Linked DNA regions of Mus musculus: region 2 is linked to region 1. A link is a contact called in public Hi-C data. All regions are on one chromosome and are shown on one strand. The core of a region is the stretch at or near the end of the contact, and the rest is flanking DNA. Distances in the headings are between cores, read along the strand shown. Region 1 overlaps Gm30799 (a long non-coding RNA gene). Region 2 overlaps Sipa1l1 (signal-induced proliferation-associated 1 like 1).

Region 1 (4,071 bases), core at 506-3,005:
AGTGGGAAGACCCACCCTAAATCTGGGCCACACCCACTGATGGCTGCCCACATAAAAGGAAGAAGGAAGTGTCTGCTTTTGACTGCCTGCCCTCACTCTTACTGGCAAATTCATCTCTCCTGTCCCTGAGCCGTTCCTTCCCTGGAGTTAGAATCTACCTCTTCAGGATTCCAATGTGGGCTGTAAACCGCCAGCTCGGTAGAGCTTCCCGGGGACTCCAGCACCAGGTCAGAACGGCTGAGAAATCCTTTCTCCTAGACTGAACAACAACCAAATCTTGGTACTTTCTGTCAGGAGACAGACATTGTTGGTCCTCAGACCACATCTTGTAGCTTCTCTAATAAATCCCTTAAATAATATATGGGTATTAATTAATTAATTAATTAATTCTATCAGTTTTGTTCCTTAGAAAAACTCGACGGATACAGATTTCCAGAATTTAAGTATATTGAAATGCCATGGAATTGTTAGAAAGAGTTGGGGAGACTTATACATGCCAGTAAACACTTTCTAAGGCACTATAAGCCACCACAGAACAGTATGAATAATGTACACAAGGAGCTGGAGTCATATGTATATCTAGACACACACATACATACACACACTACATGCATATATATGGATATATCCATACCCAAGGGCATAAGGAGACTGAAAGGTAGTGTGTTAAGGCAATAAACAGTTGAACAGTTGTTATCAAAAAGTCACTAAGATTTGGAGCTGCTTGTTTCAGTATCACAATGTGTCCTACCCTGACTGATACAAAAAAAGAGAAACTTTCTCTACAGTCTGTACATTTGCAATACACACATGCTTATGAGTTACTTCTAAGTTAATTAAAAAAATAATTGACTTCTTAGCAAAATTATCAGTTACTACATGTTAGTGACAATTGGGACTGTTGATAAGTTGAGACTGCAGAGCCTGGGTTCCAGGGCAAAGCTGAAGGGCCTGTCTGAGAGCTGCAGGCCAGCAGACTGTAGTTACAACCTGAAGTACTGTGATACATGAGATGAGCAGTCCAGCCAATAACCAAGAAGCCTGGTGATGAGTTACACACAGAATGTATGTTTGTATGACGATGGTGGGAGATCAGGATAGAAACTTTCCCCACCCTGCCCCAGTGCTGGAGGACTTCCCAATAGGTGGTGGGCCCACAGTGGTTATTTTTGCCCACAAGGTAAGACATGGTTCTCCAGCAAGGAAAATTAAGTCACAATTATTATTGATTCTTGTTTCATGATGCCAGCCCCTTCAGATATATCCTCAACAAAAAAAAATATATATGAGAACCACTGACTCAAGACATATAAGGCTCTCACACTGTGGTGACTCAGGCTCTTGCTCAAATCTGCTCAATGCTTCTGAACAGAGAGAGCCCTTCCTCTCTGTCCAACATTGTAATTACCAGCTGCAAGAAGATGCAACCCTGCCCTCTTATTCTCAGCCTGATAAATCAGGAGACAGGTAGTAACAGCTACCCAGAACCACAGTGGACAGAGACAACAGTAGCAGGGGGGCTGGGGGCATGAGGAGATGGGGATAGGATGGGGTAGGGTGAGTTGGTGGGGGTTCTAAGCATTTCCAGTTCACCCAGCCAAAACAAAACAACCTTCAAGCCAGGTATAGTGATCTCCACTTTTTCAGCTGGTCAAAGGTTGAAAGGAATCAACTGACTTTGTCAGGTCTGCCAGTTCCCCAGGGGGTACAGTTTCCAGCTGTTTGCTCTGGCCCTGGCTGTCACCTCTTACTCAAGGGATTGGGCAAATAATGGCACCAGAGTGAAACAACGACGAGGGGCAGAGAGGCACAGAAAAGGGATGACTAAGCCCTGAGTCAGAACATTAACCTTCAGAACAGGACGCTAAGACCCAGCTTCTTGCTTACGTTAAGGACATAGAGGACATGGCAGAGCTGCCTTTCGGCTGTGGCCTGGAGATCTGACTTAGGTTAGCTATGCTTGACAATCCCTCCAGTCCTTCCCACATCCTCTCCCTCCTGGAAATGGGAACAAAGGTCTGATTTGCTGGAGGCTGGGGAAAGGGAGAGGAAAACTACACACGAGGTCTGCAGTTAAGCCAAGAATCCCAAAGTTAGGCTCTGGCAACACCTAGGGCCCTCCGGGGCCTACCTCACCCAATCAATCCCTCCTGTAGCTGAGACAGGGGACTGGTCACACCATCTACTATCAGCTTATTAGCATTTTCCCTGATTAAGCACTCAGAAAACAGAAAAGAACCTAGGGATCTAATTTAGGTCGGTTCTCTGTTACTGAAGAGCCCAATCTGAACACAACAGTGAGAAGGCTAGGCTGATTCCATGACAGGCTTCAAATTAGCATTGAAGGAGACTAGGCCTAAATCTCTTTCTTCAAGAACTGGGCAATCCCAGGCGAGTTCAGGCCTCAGAAGCAGCCCTGCCACCTGGCCTGAGGCAAGGACAATGATGGGTCAGCAGCAGTTTCCAGACTTGTCAGCTACTTCCTCAGTAACAGTTTCCAGACTTCCCCAGCAAGTTTCCAGCCCCCACACCCTGATAATGGAATGTCCTTAGAGATGGACCCAACAGATTAACATAGAGGTCACCTACTCCAGAATTCCCTAGTGTACTTTAAATCAGGCCTGCAAGCTCACTTGGGGTGTCTCTCTATCTTGGTAATTGGGGGGGGGACCCCAGCATGCTGGACTTCTGTAAAATAAAACAGTTTTTGGGTTTACATACTATTTGAGTCCGTTCTTTGTCTAATCCTGGTCCCTTACAGCAGTACATCCAGGGCTCTATTCACTTGGGGCAAGAGGTGAGTGGAAGAGTTTTTACTAGAAGGTTCTGGAAGGTGTTAGCAAGGAGCCTTTGGGGTGGGCTTTCCTAGGCTCTGCTTCAGCCTGGGCCTTTGAGCTAATGACCAGCAAGATGCTGGGGACACTCAGAATAAAACCAAGGGCTTCTTATCAGAGAAGGGCGATTCTGGGATGCTAGTGTTTACCTCCACGCTCCTGTATGAAAGGAAGTTGGGTATAAATGAATTCTTGGTTTCTTTCAACAAGTGGCCCAACGATGCTAAACTAGCGAATAAGGAGAGAGACTGTGGTGGTGAGGAGCAGGGAGGTGGCTCAGTGAGCGTTTGCTGTGTAAGCATGAAAACCTGAGTTCAAATCCTCAGTGTCCATTTAAAAGCCATGTGGCTGAGTATGCACACTCCTGTAATGCCAGCACCATGGAGGCAGAGACAGGAGGATTGCTCCAGGTTCAATGAGAGAATCTGTCCCAAAGGGACCAAAAGTAATAAAGCAGGATGCCCGGCTTCCCTCTCTGGCCCCTACACATATACTACTAATCCCCCTATACATACACACATGTACATAGCATACAAATATTACTAAGCCCCATACATATACACATGCATACTGCACACATTACATAATATACTGCTGACCCCCTATACATACACATGTGTATACACCATACACATATATTACTAATGCTACAATACATATACACATGCACATACCATACACATATATATTACACTACACATGAATATACTACACATATACTACACATACACACACATGCACACACATATACTACTAACCCCCATACATACACATGTGCATACACCACACACATATATTACTAACCCCCCATACATACACACGTTCACACACCACACACATACACACATAAATACACTACACATACACAGATGTATATACCACACACATATCCTACTAAACCACACACACGATATACCCAGAACATACGGTTTCCCCATGGAATGCAGAAAGCCACATAGACATTCTGATGATGTGGCAGAGAAGACAGAATTATCACCAGAATTATGACTCCCTAAAAAATAGTGTTTGGTTTATATTAACATCAACATTATTTTTATAATGTCATTTCAGGCTTTAGAGTTTTAAATGATCACATGCCAAAAAAGGACTGCTCAACTTTCCAGTTACAGTCCACTGCCCTTCCTAGGGGACATCTTGTGCTCTTATGAAGATGCCAGTCAAGGTTGAAGACAGTGGAGTGTAATCTGCATTTTCATTTATTAAAATGTGTAACCTG
Region 2 (3,951 bases), core at 1,184-3,683, 250 kb before region 1:
TGGGTTGAATCTGTCCTTGTCACCACTCTCCTTCTCTAGAGCTTTCAGCTAAATGATGTCACTGTGGCCTCGAAGAGCAGCTTTCTGGAGAGCAGCACTGAAGAGCACCAGGCACTGGCAGTGCAGGCAGGAGCCAAGGAGACTAGCAGCATAGTCACAGGAGCTGGTGTGACCTGGGAAATGCTTTCCCTCCCAGCACCCACTGATTAATGAATGCTAATAAGGATTCTCAGAGGAATCAGCCTCAGCAGGAAAGCTTCTGCAGGCTGCCAGCTTGTTAGCTAGGACCCACCCTCCTGCACAGAAAGGCACATTCCAGCCTCAAATCCCTGCAGCTATCTAGTTGAGGGAAGAGAAAAGTGATGTGTAGAAACCAGACAGCTCAAGAAAGGAGCCTCAAAATGGCTTTGTTAAGAGCATGGTGGGGTTTTTTTTTTTGAACATTATATGTTCTGAAGACAATTTAACAAAGTGCACTTGAAAAAGTACACCACAGTTAGCTTGAAGAGTCAAGGGGCAGCAAGAACAGTCTGTTCTAAGCACAACTCAAATCCAAATCAGCGGGCCTCAAGAATTAACAGCAGCAGCTCCTACAGTGCACTCAGGATTCTAGAACATCACCTAAGGAAGACTCTAAAAGAAAAGCCTCCGGATAGACACATGGAATCCCTCCCTCCCTGTTAGTAGCACTTCCTCAAACAGACTGCAGACAGTCCGATCTATTCATCACTGCATCTGGATGCCCACACACAAGCTGTGACTAAAGGCTCTATATGGAGGGACTCTGTCATATGTCTCAGTCCTCATAAGCAGCCAGTGAGTTGAGGATCTCAGACTCCACGAACAGAGAAATAGTTCAGAAGGGAAATATCACACCCAGCAACACAAGGTAAGTGGGCTATGTGTAACACAGGTGCTTTCTATGAGGTGGGCACACACTCAACACATTTGTGCTGGCAGTTAAAGAATGAATAATTAGCTAATACAGAAGAAAAAGGCCTCCCTGTCCAGTCCATGTCACTTCTTAAGTCTCCCCCAGGCTCTGGGTCTACTAGAAATGCATCCATCCAGGAGGAAAATAATAAACAGTGGCAGCAGCGGCTTCTAAACTGGTGGTCAGTCTGGGACCCTTCAGAGCATCTCAACAGCTACCAGGCCCACCTTGGCCTAAAGTAGGCCTGAAAGGCAGGGCTAAACAGAGGCTCCCTCCACATGGCTTCCTTCACTAGGCTGCAGGAAATGGGTAAGGTGCCATGTCACTAAGAACTACCAGATGACTGGGCTTGAGTTACTAAGGCAACGTTCCAAACACAAAACTGTCAATTTCCGTGAAGACGACCTTGGTGAGAACTAGATTCCCCACATGAGGAAGCTCAGGGCCAGAAAGTAGAAACCCATAAAGGTTAAATAGCCAAGCAGAGCCCGCCTATGAACAGACCTCATGCCTCACTGCTTATTGGAGCTGTCAGGCCAGGTTGCCCTTCCAGAACATACTTTTCTAATAACACTGGAGCCGTGTGAAGAGATACCTCTGCATTTCTCAAAGACACCCTGCAGTGCAGAAGAGATGGGGGCTCTGTTGCCTCTATAGTCTAATCCTCAAGCTCTGCTCCTTGTAGTAGGCTCCTCCACTCTGGAATCCCATAATTAACTCTACATGTTTGGGCATTTCCTCCCTGGTGACCAGTATTTTTGAAAACTAAGGGTTAGAAATAGAGGCCAGAGGATCCCAGGTGAAATGCGGAGAGGCTGGAGTAGTGTGGGCGGTTCCTAGGTTGATACAACAAGAGAGCACAGTTCCAGCCCTGAGTTCAGGTGTCACCACCACACAGCTCACAGGGGCTTCAGTTTCAGCTCTCCGATTCACAAATGTCATGCCAGTAGGAAAGGAAGGCTGACACCCGCTCATCTCCCCCGGCCCTCTTGCCATCAAAGAACATGAAAACAGACACAAATGAATAAATCCTTTAAAAAAGCTGTGAATGACCTACTTAAAACTGGCTGACACTGTCCCAGGGAAACGCCTACTAATGCAGAGCAAATCAGCAATCCAAACTCTGGAAAAGTCCACTGGGACAGTGTCATGGGTCAGTGACAGCGGAGGGGTTAATCCAGCACAGAAATGGGAGGGAAGTTCAAATCAATGACTGGCAAATAATTGTGACCCTTTATCCTCAAATATAAAAGTCACATCTTTGTTGTCCTGACTTTTCAAGTTTGTTTGTTTTAAATCAACCAATTATATGTTTCTTATTTTTTAAAAGAAAAGTTAAGACAGAGCCTCACGCATGCCAAGCTGGCCTTGACCTGGCCATGGAACTGCGGATAACCTTGAATTTCAGATTCTCCATCCTTCACCTCCCCAGAGCTAGAATTACAGTTACGTGTCAGCACACCTGGTTTTACTCAGTGCTGAAAAGCAAACCAGAGCTGTGCGCATGCCCCCGACACCAGCCAGTTATGTACCTTCTTTAAGACACCCAGCCCTAACCTCACCGCAGCCACTCAGGACTGTCTGTGTTTTCCACAGTGTGAGTGAGCTGGGTGCACATGTAAGACACCGAGTGGCAAGAACAGAAAAGAGCCAAGTGCAGCGGCCTGATCACCACTGACAGGACCTGTGTACTTAGAGCTCCAGCAAAGCAGACAACCAGCAAGGAGGGCCGCTGTCTGAAGAGGCAGAGAAGCCACCACCAGCTCCCAATCTGGAACTTGGTCCAACAACTTCCCATGTCACTGCTCAACTTTTATATAGAGCCTAGCTCTGTAAACAAAAAGGAGCCTTATATACTACTTATTCAGGCCACCTGGCCCCCCAAAATAAGACAGAAATTAATGAAATGCCTTGTTTTTTGTTTTTTAAATGAATTATATGCATATACAAAGATATACACTATGTAAAATCTTGAGTTTTTATCTGTTCCTTCAAACTTAAAATTCTTGATTTCTTACACTTTCCTTATTTCAGCTTTAATTTATAATTAGGGGGCAAAAAACCAATGAAGTAAAACATAAACAATCACCAATCAAGTATTTAGAATAAAACCTGCTAACACAGTCCTTTAGTTCTCGCTCACCTCCTTTTGATTTCCGTGGTAAAAAGATAGTGACTGCCCATTTGGAATGTCAAGTCTGCTCCTGAAGTACACTCTTAGGGATAGAGCACGGCTTAGTCAGGATGTGCTCAGCACACACAGGAGGGTTCAAGTCTCATGACAGCTCCTGCCCTCCAAATAAGGAGTAAGCGTGTTGGCAGTAAAGCTGGAAATCTGATCGCTTGCCTGTTCATAGGTTCTGGTTCAGAAGCGCCCATAAGCACAACATTTACATCCTCTTGATGGGCACAACAACCTTAGGGATAAACCAGAATTGCCCAAATGCAGGACCAATATCCACAGCTAAAGCCAGTCTCTCCATGGTCCCACCATCCCTGAACTTTGAACTTGGAGGGAGGGGGATGTTGCACTTGGCTTAAGCACCAGGTACCATGAGACTGTGGGTCTAGGCAGTGACGGCGGTTGGACACAACCCTGTCAAACTCCCTTCCTGCAGCCTTTACTCTTATCTCAGCCTGTGCCTTATCCCTTGCTTATCTCATACCTATGCACACAGCACTTGGATATATTCTCCTTCAGAAAGCTACTTTTTTAACATTCCTTGTGAGGGACCATAAGAACTTAGGATTATTTTTTATGGAAAAAAAAAACCACAAAAATCAAGATCATTACATTAGAAACCAAAGTTTCTACTTGAGAGAGACCCTGGTCTCATTGTGTGTTATTATCACCTTTAATGTTACAGCCTCTAACATAAGGTCTACTGAAAAGCTGTTTTGTTGTTGTTGTTTGTTGGAAGTTTTCTTGAAAAACAGCAGTTAAAACAAGTTTAAAAGAGACTGTACTGAAGTAAGAAAATTTCTTTAACAGAACACAAAGTCAAGGCCTGTGTATT

What was found. Hi-C and Micro-C count contacts between places; a contact is called where the count stands out from the background.
Region 2: a contact with region 1 is called in a Hi-C map of liver, with 4 times the contacts expected there. The contact joins two enhancer-like sites. A contact is called at or near these places in 3 of 484 Hi-C or Micro-C datasets (cerebral cortex and liver), 1 of 115 datasets of contacts at active chromatin or transcription factors (embryonic stem cells) and 3 of 9 other capture datasets (adipose tissue, embryonic stem cells and liver).

The regions. Positions count from the first base shown.
Region 1 is chr12:82,083,930-82,088,000 of GRCm38.p6, reverse strand. The region is part of intron 3 of Gm30799 (a long non-coding RNA gene); the gene reads right to left. Among named protein-coding and RNA genes, the nearest start is that of Gm30799, 16 kb to the right of the region's middle. Within about 2 kb of position 1,755, at least 75 of the 459 cell types and tissues checked have an H3K27ac peak or open chromatin away from gene starts, as enhancers often do. A contact at or near this core is called in liver, where this site is marked.
Region 2 is chr12:82,331,528-82,335,478 of GRCm38.p6, reverse strand. The region is part of intron 1 of Sipa1l1 (signal-induced proliferation-associated 1 like 1); the gene reads right to left. Among named protein-coding and RNA genes, the nearest start is that of Sipa1l1, 22 kb to the right of the region's middle. Within about 2 kb of position 2,433, at least 35 of the 459 cell types and tissues checked have an H3K27ac peak or open chromatin away from gene starts, as enhancers often do. A contact at or near this core is called in liver, where this site is marked.